2 separate regions of the Sus scrofa genome follow, and region 1 is linked to region 2. Evidence: chromatin contacts called from public promoter capture Hi-C data. All regions are on one chromosome and are shown on one strand. The core of a region is the stretch at or near the end of the contact, and the rest is flanking DNA. Distances in the headings are between cores, read along the strand shown.

What was found. Promoter capture Hi-C pulls out the DNA fragments that hold promoters and counts their contacts.
Region 1: a promoter capture Hi-C map of liver shows a contact between it and region 2, with 2.7 times the contacts expected there. The contact joins the promoter of SYDE2 here to the promoter of C4H1orf52 in region 2. A contact is called at or near these places in 1 of 5 promoter capture datasets (liver), 3 of 47 Hi-C or Micro-C datasets (embryonic fibroblasts, epiblast stem cells and liver) and 2 of 2 datasets of contacts at active chromatin or transcription factors (alveolar macrophages and skeletal muscle).

The regions. Positions count from the first base shown.
Region 1 is chr4:130,699,698-130,703,598 of Sscrofa11.1, forward strand. SYDE2 (rho GTPase-activating protein SYDE2) reads left to right here and starts at 2,643. Exons shown (of 9, transcript XM_001928224.7): 1 at 2,643-3,147; 2 at 3,150-3,473. The coding sequence starts at 2,727. It overlaps LOC106505390 (a long non-coding RNA gene), which reads right to left and starts at 3,401. Exons shown (of 5, transcript XR_002343649.1): 1 at 3,269-3,401; 2 at 811-1,013.
Region 2 is chr4:130,658,459-130,662,011 of Sscrofa11.1, forward strand. C4H1orf52 (UPF0690 protein C1orf52 homolog) reads left to right here and starts at 1,466. Exons shown (of 3, transcript XM_021090346.1): 1 at 1,466-1,794; 2 at 2,414-2,612. The coding sequence starts at 1,516. It overlaps LOC106505545 (a long non-coding RNA gene), which reads right to left and starts at 1,391. Exons shown (of 3, transcript XR_001300083.2): 1 at 1,078-1,391; 2 at 1-4.

The sequences.
Region 1 (3,901 bases), core at 1,393-3,892, 42 kb after region 2:
TCCTCTCGGAGCAGAGGAAACGAATCTGACTAGGAACCATGGAGGGTGTGGGTTTGATCCCTGGCCTTGCTCAGTGGGTTAAGGATCCAGCGTTGCCAGTGAGCTGGGGTATAGGTTGCAGACACGGCTCGGATCCCGAGTTGCTGTGGTGTAGGCCGGCGGCTATAGCTCAGATTAGACCCCTAACCTGGGAACCTCCATATGCTGTGGGTGCGGCTCTAAAAAGACAAAAGACAAAAAAAAAAAAGATTATTTAACAAACTATGTTCTTAGTCACCACTGAAAGAATTTAAAAATAACACCAGTAGAAGTTCCCGTCGTGGCGCAGTGGTTAACGAATCCGACTAGGAACCATGAGGTTGCGGGTTCGATCCCTGCCCTTGCTCAGTGGGTTAACGATCCGGCGTTGCCGTGAGCTGTGGTGTGGGTTGCAGACACGGCTCGGTTCTGGCGTAGGCAGCTACAGCTTCAATTTGACCCCTAGCCTGGGAACCTCCATATGCCGTGAGAGCGGCCCAAGAAATGGCAAAAAAGGCAAAAAAAAAAAAAAAAACCCAAAAAAACACCAGTAGAGTATGGTCTAGTGGAGAGTTAGGCAACAGACGGAAATTAAAGCCATTTGTTTCCTTCAAATTAAAGTTGACATTAGTTTAAAAATACTTATTCATCATGTACAGTATGTAAGACACGATGCTTATGCTCTATGAAGAATACAGAAGTCGATTACAAATAGTCCCTGCCCTCATGGAGTTTATAAATTTTCTTGTATGGGAGACTGTCTTGTATAAAACAAAAAAACAACAAACATACTCTGAGTGGGTATGAACAGAATACCGCTGGTTCATGTCTCTGTGGAAGATGAGAGATGACTTCATGAAGAGGGCAGCTGAATGGAGTCTTAAAAGGTGGGTAAGATTTCCGCAGGGATTCAGGCCCAACTGTTTCAGGATACAGAGACCAGACACTCACCAAGGTAGTACATATCAAACCACATTTAGAGGCTGGAGCCTTGACTGGTGGGGCAAAAAAAAAAAAAAAAAGAAAGGAACTTACTTAGAGATATATAGTTGGAAACAGGCTAAGTTAAAATGAAATTCTCTTATTCAGTTATGCACGAATTTGTTTAATCAACAAATATTTCTTGAGTCCTTACTTTGTCCAAGTACCGGGGTAGGAGTTAGCACATTTGTGAGCTATGCAAAGGCGCTTTCTAATACCTAACACTAAAAGCGTAACTCTGAAAGCAGATTGATGCTTATCAATCAGCGACAGGTCCACTGATCCGCGGCAACACAAAGTCCTGGACAGCCACTACACAGAACATGGAATTTGATGTTTTTGAAAGAGTTGGCATTTCCAAATGACATCGTTTTTCAATTTTGATTCAACTGTTTCTCAACCCAATGTGAATGGAAATGAAGCGTTAGCAGGGTGATGGGGGAGGCTCTATTTGTGGCTCCGTTTTACAAGTTTTGGTTTATTGCTAGAGTGAATAAACTAAAAGAAAAAAGAGAAATAGAAAAATTTTTTAAATTTTGTGAAGGGACGCCGATGGTGATATTTTGGACAAAGGATTCCTCCTAATTGAAAAGGAATAGCCGAAAATTTCCTGTAAATGGCTAGCACAATCACAATTATTTGGAACACACGGCGCTGAGATACACCTGTACGCACACCTCGTCTGTCCAAACAATCTTTGTTCCCTCTCAAGCCAGGACTCGCACACTACACGCCTCGTGCAATGGTGGCAGGGGTGACAGAGTGGCAGCCAGGCGGGCGCTTTCCCTTTCTCGGTCTCGCCAGCCAGACTCACCTTCCCGCTCGTCCTTCTTCCCGCCCGGAGTCTCCGCACCCGCACGCTCTCGCCTCCCGGTCTAGTTATTAGCTCTCGCCCCCCGTCCTTCCCGCCCTCCGCCGCGCCTCGCCCGGCGAACCAGCGCGGCAGCGGGCGGCCCGCGCGCCCGGGGCTCCGGGCTCCCGGCTCCCGGCTCCGGGCTTCGGGTCCGGGGCATGCGCGCTGCGGCGCCGCCGCCCTCCCCCACCTCCCGCGGCCAAGTTATGCCAAGTATGCGAGGAGCCCGCGAGGGCCCGCGCCGGTCATGGGGAGCCGCCGCCGCCTCGGCGAGCGCCGCCCGCTCCCGGGCCGGGCTCCGACCTCTCCCGGCGGCGGGGCCGAGCCTGGCCTCTGAGGCCGAGCGCATGGCGGACCCTCTGAGGAGGACGCTGTCCAGGCTCCGGGGGCGAAGGGGTCCCCGCCCCGCCGGGGGGCTCGGGCTCCGGGCGGCCGCTGCGGCTGCCGAGGGGGACGCCGGGGGTGCGGCGGCCGGGTCCCCGCGCGAGGCTGCGGGCGGCGCCAGGCTGGGCCCGGGGCGGCCCCAGCTCTTGGGGTCGCCTCAGGCGGGGCCTCGCGAGGCGCGGGTCCGGGGAGGGCGGCCGCGAGGCGGGAAGGAGGCTGCCGCCCCGCGCCGCGGGCCCCCGCGCGCCCCCCTGCACGCCCGGCCGGGCTCCGGGGGCCGCGGCGCGGACGAGGACGGCGCCGACTACTACGAGAACCTGCCCGGCGGCTGCCAGCCCGCGCCCGAGCCCCAGCCGGAGGGGGCGGGGGCAGAGCGGGGGCCCCCGGCTCCCCCGGCGGCCGGCTCCTCCCCGGGGCGGAGGGCGGCCGCCAGGAGACGGGCAGGCTGCAGACCCAGTTGCGAGAGGCCTATTATCTGCTGATCCAGGCCATGCACGACCTGCCCCCTGACTCGGTCGCGCGGCGGAGCGACCGCGGCTGGGCCGGTCGCCGCTGCCCTGCGGGGACCCGGGCTCCGGGCCAGCCGCCTTCCCCCTGCGGCGCGGCGCACCGCCGAGCCTGCCCCCAAGCCGGGGAGCGGGGAGGCGGCGGCCGCCCCTGGCGGCAGCAGGTGTCCCCGCCCCGGTCGCCTCCGAGGGAGTTGGGGGCAGGCCGCCCGCGGACGCCTCGCATGTGGCTGTCCTACAGCAGAAGCCTGGACAGCCTCCGGGTGAGTGCCAAGCCGCCTCCCTTGCAGCGGTGGCGGAGCGACAGCTGGATCAGGTGCGGCGCTTGCGGGGACCCGGACGAGCCCCCGCCACGTGGAGGCGCGATGCACGGCTGGAGCGGAGGCGGCCCCAGGGCCGCGGCGCCCCCGGCCGCCGCAGTCCCAGCTCCCCGGACCCCGGCCGCTCCTCGGGAAGCCCTTTCCGGGACCCCGCGGGGTCCTCGGTACTCCACCGCGGCAGAGACGGCCCGCAGGGGCTCCCCTACCTCAAGCCGCCTGCAGTGACAGTCAGGAAGCTGCAAAAGTGGATGTACAAAGGCCGCCTCCTGTCCCTGGGAATGAAGGGTCGCACCCGTCGGACACCACCCGAAGTCCCGGGAGTGCAGGCAGCCTCTCCAGATCTGGGCGCTTTGCAAGTGCGAGAAAGCCACGTCCTCTCTGTGCCTCCGGACCAAAGAATTAGGCTGACAGGTAGGATACCCTCGCTCTCGAAGTGCGAAGTCTTCGAGCCTGATTGTTTACCAAGCAGGTTCTGGCTTCAGAGCGAAGCAGAGGCACGGTTTTGCAGACAGGTACCTGCCGGTGCCAGAGTGAGTGCCATGTCTGTGGCAGCTTCACGCGATTTAGAGGTCACCCACTGTAATGCATTCCCTCCTTTTCCTCTTCGGTTTTAAAGACAGTGGCGTGAGGAACGTGGGGGCTAGTTTTTTCTTCTCCGCACCTACTGCCAAGCACAGCAGAGACTGAAGGTTAAGTTTACCACGCGCTTTTGAGGCGGTTTAGAGTTGGGCGGTGCTGCCTTGACTTTTATTCTTTGTAGCTCTAGGCAAATCTGTCGACTTTTGTGGAGTCTGTGAATTTGAATTTGATCCAGGTTAGACTTTATGGGCTTCGTAAGC
Region 2 (3,553 bases), core at 216-2,715:
TCCGCTGGGAGAAGAAGACCAGAGTTGTGCATGGGGAGGGATCCACACTCTGCCCCCACACGTCCTCCCGCGGCTGATTTTAATCCTTGTTCTCTACAACGAACCATGATCATGAATAAAGCAGCATTCAGTGAGTTCTCTGAGTGCTTCTAGCAAATTATCCAACCTGAGGATGCTCTGGGGACTCCCAAAGTGCAGTTTCCTTTGTCACTTTCCTCTGTCACCTTAGGTACTTGGGTGGAAATTTCTGAAAAACACTCAGACCTACACCTTCATAAATTATTATAATCCACAATATGTTTTGATCTTCTATGCAGTGATAGGCACTGAGCTGGGTACTAGGAATATAAAAACAAAGCAAAATCCACCTCCCCTGAAGAAGTTCACAGACATTGTGCTATAGGACTGGGAAAGAGAAGTGAATAAAACAGACACATCCTCTGCCTCCTGGAGATGAGTGCATCATGGAAATGAACAGGCATCCTTAAATGGGACCTGTGAACACCTACACTACACCAACTGTACTGCCCTCATTCGGGTATCATTCCCTCTGAGCTCACCAGGAGGAGTCAAAGATTTCTGGTTTCCTCGGTGGCTAGGCACAGGTCATCTACTAAGAGGGAACACAAATGCAGAAACAAATTGTAAGAAAGACCAGTTGCTGACCCTTAAATGGACATTTGAGACCCCAGTACAATCTCCATATGGAAAGTTTTAGAGCCAAGTTGAGGTCCAGTCCAGAACTTGGGGAGGAGAGATGGGAGCCGGAGACCTAGATTTGGGAGTCACAAGCATGAATGCCTTGGAAAGGGATGGTCTGACCTGCACCTTTGTAACACCTCTACAGATCGTTAGTGAGTATTGCTGAACGATGGTATGATATGTTAGAAAACACCATCGTTTAAGGGCATATGGCACAAAGCAGGCTGACAATAAATAAGAAGCCAGAGAGTCTGGAGGACCCCCGGAGTGGAGCGGATGCAATCCGAGAGCAGTTCCATCAGGGGGCTGCTCAAGGTGCGCTGGAATGAGGTCAAGCAGGAGAGGATCAGTGTGGAACTTGATAGGTCCACTTACCCACAGAGCTATTCCAGGACGACTGAGCAGAAGCATCCAGAGGCATTTTGTTCTGAAGAAGAGATGCAGCGGGATCAGAAAGCCTGGACTCTCTGGGCAAGGGCTTTAAGGTGGCGGCGAAAAGACGAAATGCTTAGTTCTGAGCCTTTAATAAAATCTTACTGACCGCTGAGCGTCTGCTTGGGACCACGGACTCCGGACCTGCGGGTCTCTGCCCAGAGCTGGGTGGAAAGGGCTTTAGCAGCTCAGGCCTGGGGGTGTGCGCGACCACGCCTCCAACCCGCCTCCCGGCGCGCGCAGGAACGCGGCGCAGCCGCCAGGGGGCGCAGGTCCCGCCCCCTTCCGGGAGACGGGGCGGGGCCGACTGAGGGGAGGGCCCTGGAGCGGCTTCCGGCTTCCGGCTTCCGGCGGAGCCCGCCCTCGACCGGCTGGGCAGTCATGGCTGCGGAGGAGAAGGATCCCCTGAGCTACTTCGCGGCCTATGGCAGCAGCAGCAGCTCAGGCTCCTCGAGCGAGGAGGACAACAGCGAGCCGGAGGAAACGAGTCGCAGGGCCCCGGATCCGGCGACGTCGGCGGGCGGCTGCGGGAACCTGGCGGAGAAGCGGCTGCCTGGCCCCGACGAGCTGTTCCGGAGCGTGACTCGCCCGGCCTTTCTCTACAACCCGCTCAACAAGCAGATAGACTGGGAGCGGCACGTGGTCAAGGCGCCGGAGGAGGTGAGCTCCCCGCCCCCGTTTCCCGAGCTGGGTCCCGGCCTCCCCCTCCCGCAGCCCCTTTGGGGACCGGCTTCCGTCCCCCACACGCAGTCACCCCGCGGGATGCCGCACGCCCTCGCCGCGTCCAGCCCTGGGGAGCCCGGGCCCCTGCCCCAGCCCGGTGGGTGTCGGACCGGCCCCGCAGCCCCGCCCCTGCCAGGAGACCCGACCTCCGCGCTCGGTGCCCCGACCCCGCGCGGCGAGCACTAACGGTGGTGACTCCCCCGCCCCCCGCTGCAGCTTCTCCCCGAGACCCCTTCCCTTTGACGCCGAAGTGCCTGCGGTGCTGCCTCCAAGACAGTGTCTGCTGCAGCCTCCTGAAGGGGTCGGCCTTGGCGTAGTATCTCTGAGACTGGATTCTTCCTTGGTAACTAAAAGTTATTAGCTTTATTCGTCTAGGGAACCCTTTGGCTTTTCACTTAGCAGTATTGTGAATTTGATGGCAAAGTGTGTCTTTAAACCTTTAAAAAAAAAAAAAATCAGCCCGAACGCTGAGCGCACGGCAGGGAGGTGCATGTGTCCATACCGATTCTAGGGACCTCGGTTCGTCACAGTGCTTCTTCATGTGTTTGCTCAACAGCCTCCAAAGGAATTCAAAGTTTGGAAGTCCAACTATGTATCTCCTCCGGAGACCTACTCTGCTGAGAAGAAACCTCCGCCTCCAGAGCTGGACATGGCGATAAAATGGTCTAACATATACGAGGACAATGGTGACGATGCCCCACCGAGTGCTAAGAAAGCTAGGCTTCTGCCCGAAGGGGAGGAGACCGTGGAGTCAGGTAAGGAGAGTCAGGCTCGCTGGTGACACCTCTTGATCCCTGTGGCAGGTTTTAAAAGGAGGAGCTATTGAATGATTGGAACTTCAATCCAGTGAGTTAGCGACCACATTATGATGGCCTTTGGATACTTTTCGCTATGTTTTTGAGAAGAGTCACGTGTATTTGACTTTGAAGTCTCTCCTATCTCAGCAGTATTTGCTGTGTTGTAGAGAAATCATAGAGTGAACTCTGATATCTCAGCCAATAGTGTGTGTGATTTTTGATGGCCTATTAGAGGTGCATGAGTTATTCCATGGACTCTTTGTGATGGTTGCAGTTGTGAAGTGCTGAAGGCTTCATTTTATGTCAAAACAGTTGTGCTTTACCAAAAAAACCAATAACAACAGGAGTTCCCGTCAGGTTGCAGCGGGAACGAATCTGACGAGGAACCGTGAGGTTTCGGGTTCAGTCCCTGGCCTCGCTCAGTGGGTTAAGGATCTGGCGTTGCCACGAGCTGTGGTGTAGGTCACAGACCCGGCTTGGATCTGGCGTGGCTGTGGCTGTGGCTGTGGCTGTGGTGTAGGCCGGCAGTAACAGCTCTGATTAGACCCCTAGCCTGGGAACCTCCATGTGCCGCAGGTACGGCCCTAAGAAGACAAAAGAACAAAACAAAACAAAAAAACACAGTTGTGCCTTAAAGCCAAAATGAGTGTCACAAAATGAACTTGCATGAGTATCATACTACCTAGGAATTAAAAATGATGATAAGGTAATGACTTCCTTGTGTTGCCTTAGTTGCTAGTACCACAACTCCATCTCTTGCTTGGAGGGTAAGTGGTCCCAGCAACCTCTGCTTGCATACCTGTACCCACTCCACCCACTTCATCCTTGCCCTGCAGCTCATCTGATCTGACTGTGTATCTCACTTGCTTAAACCCTTTCCCAGCAACGCAGCAGTCAGC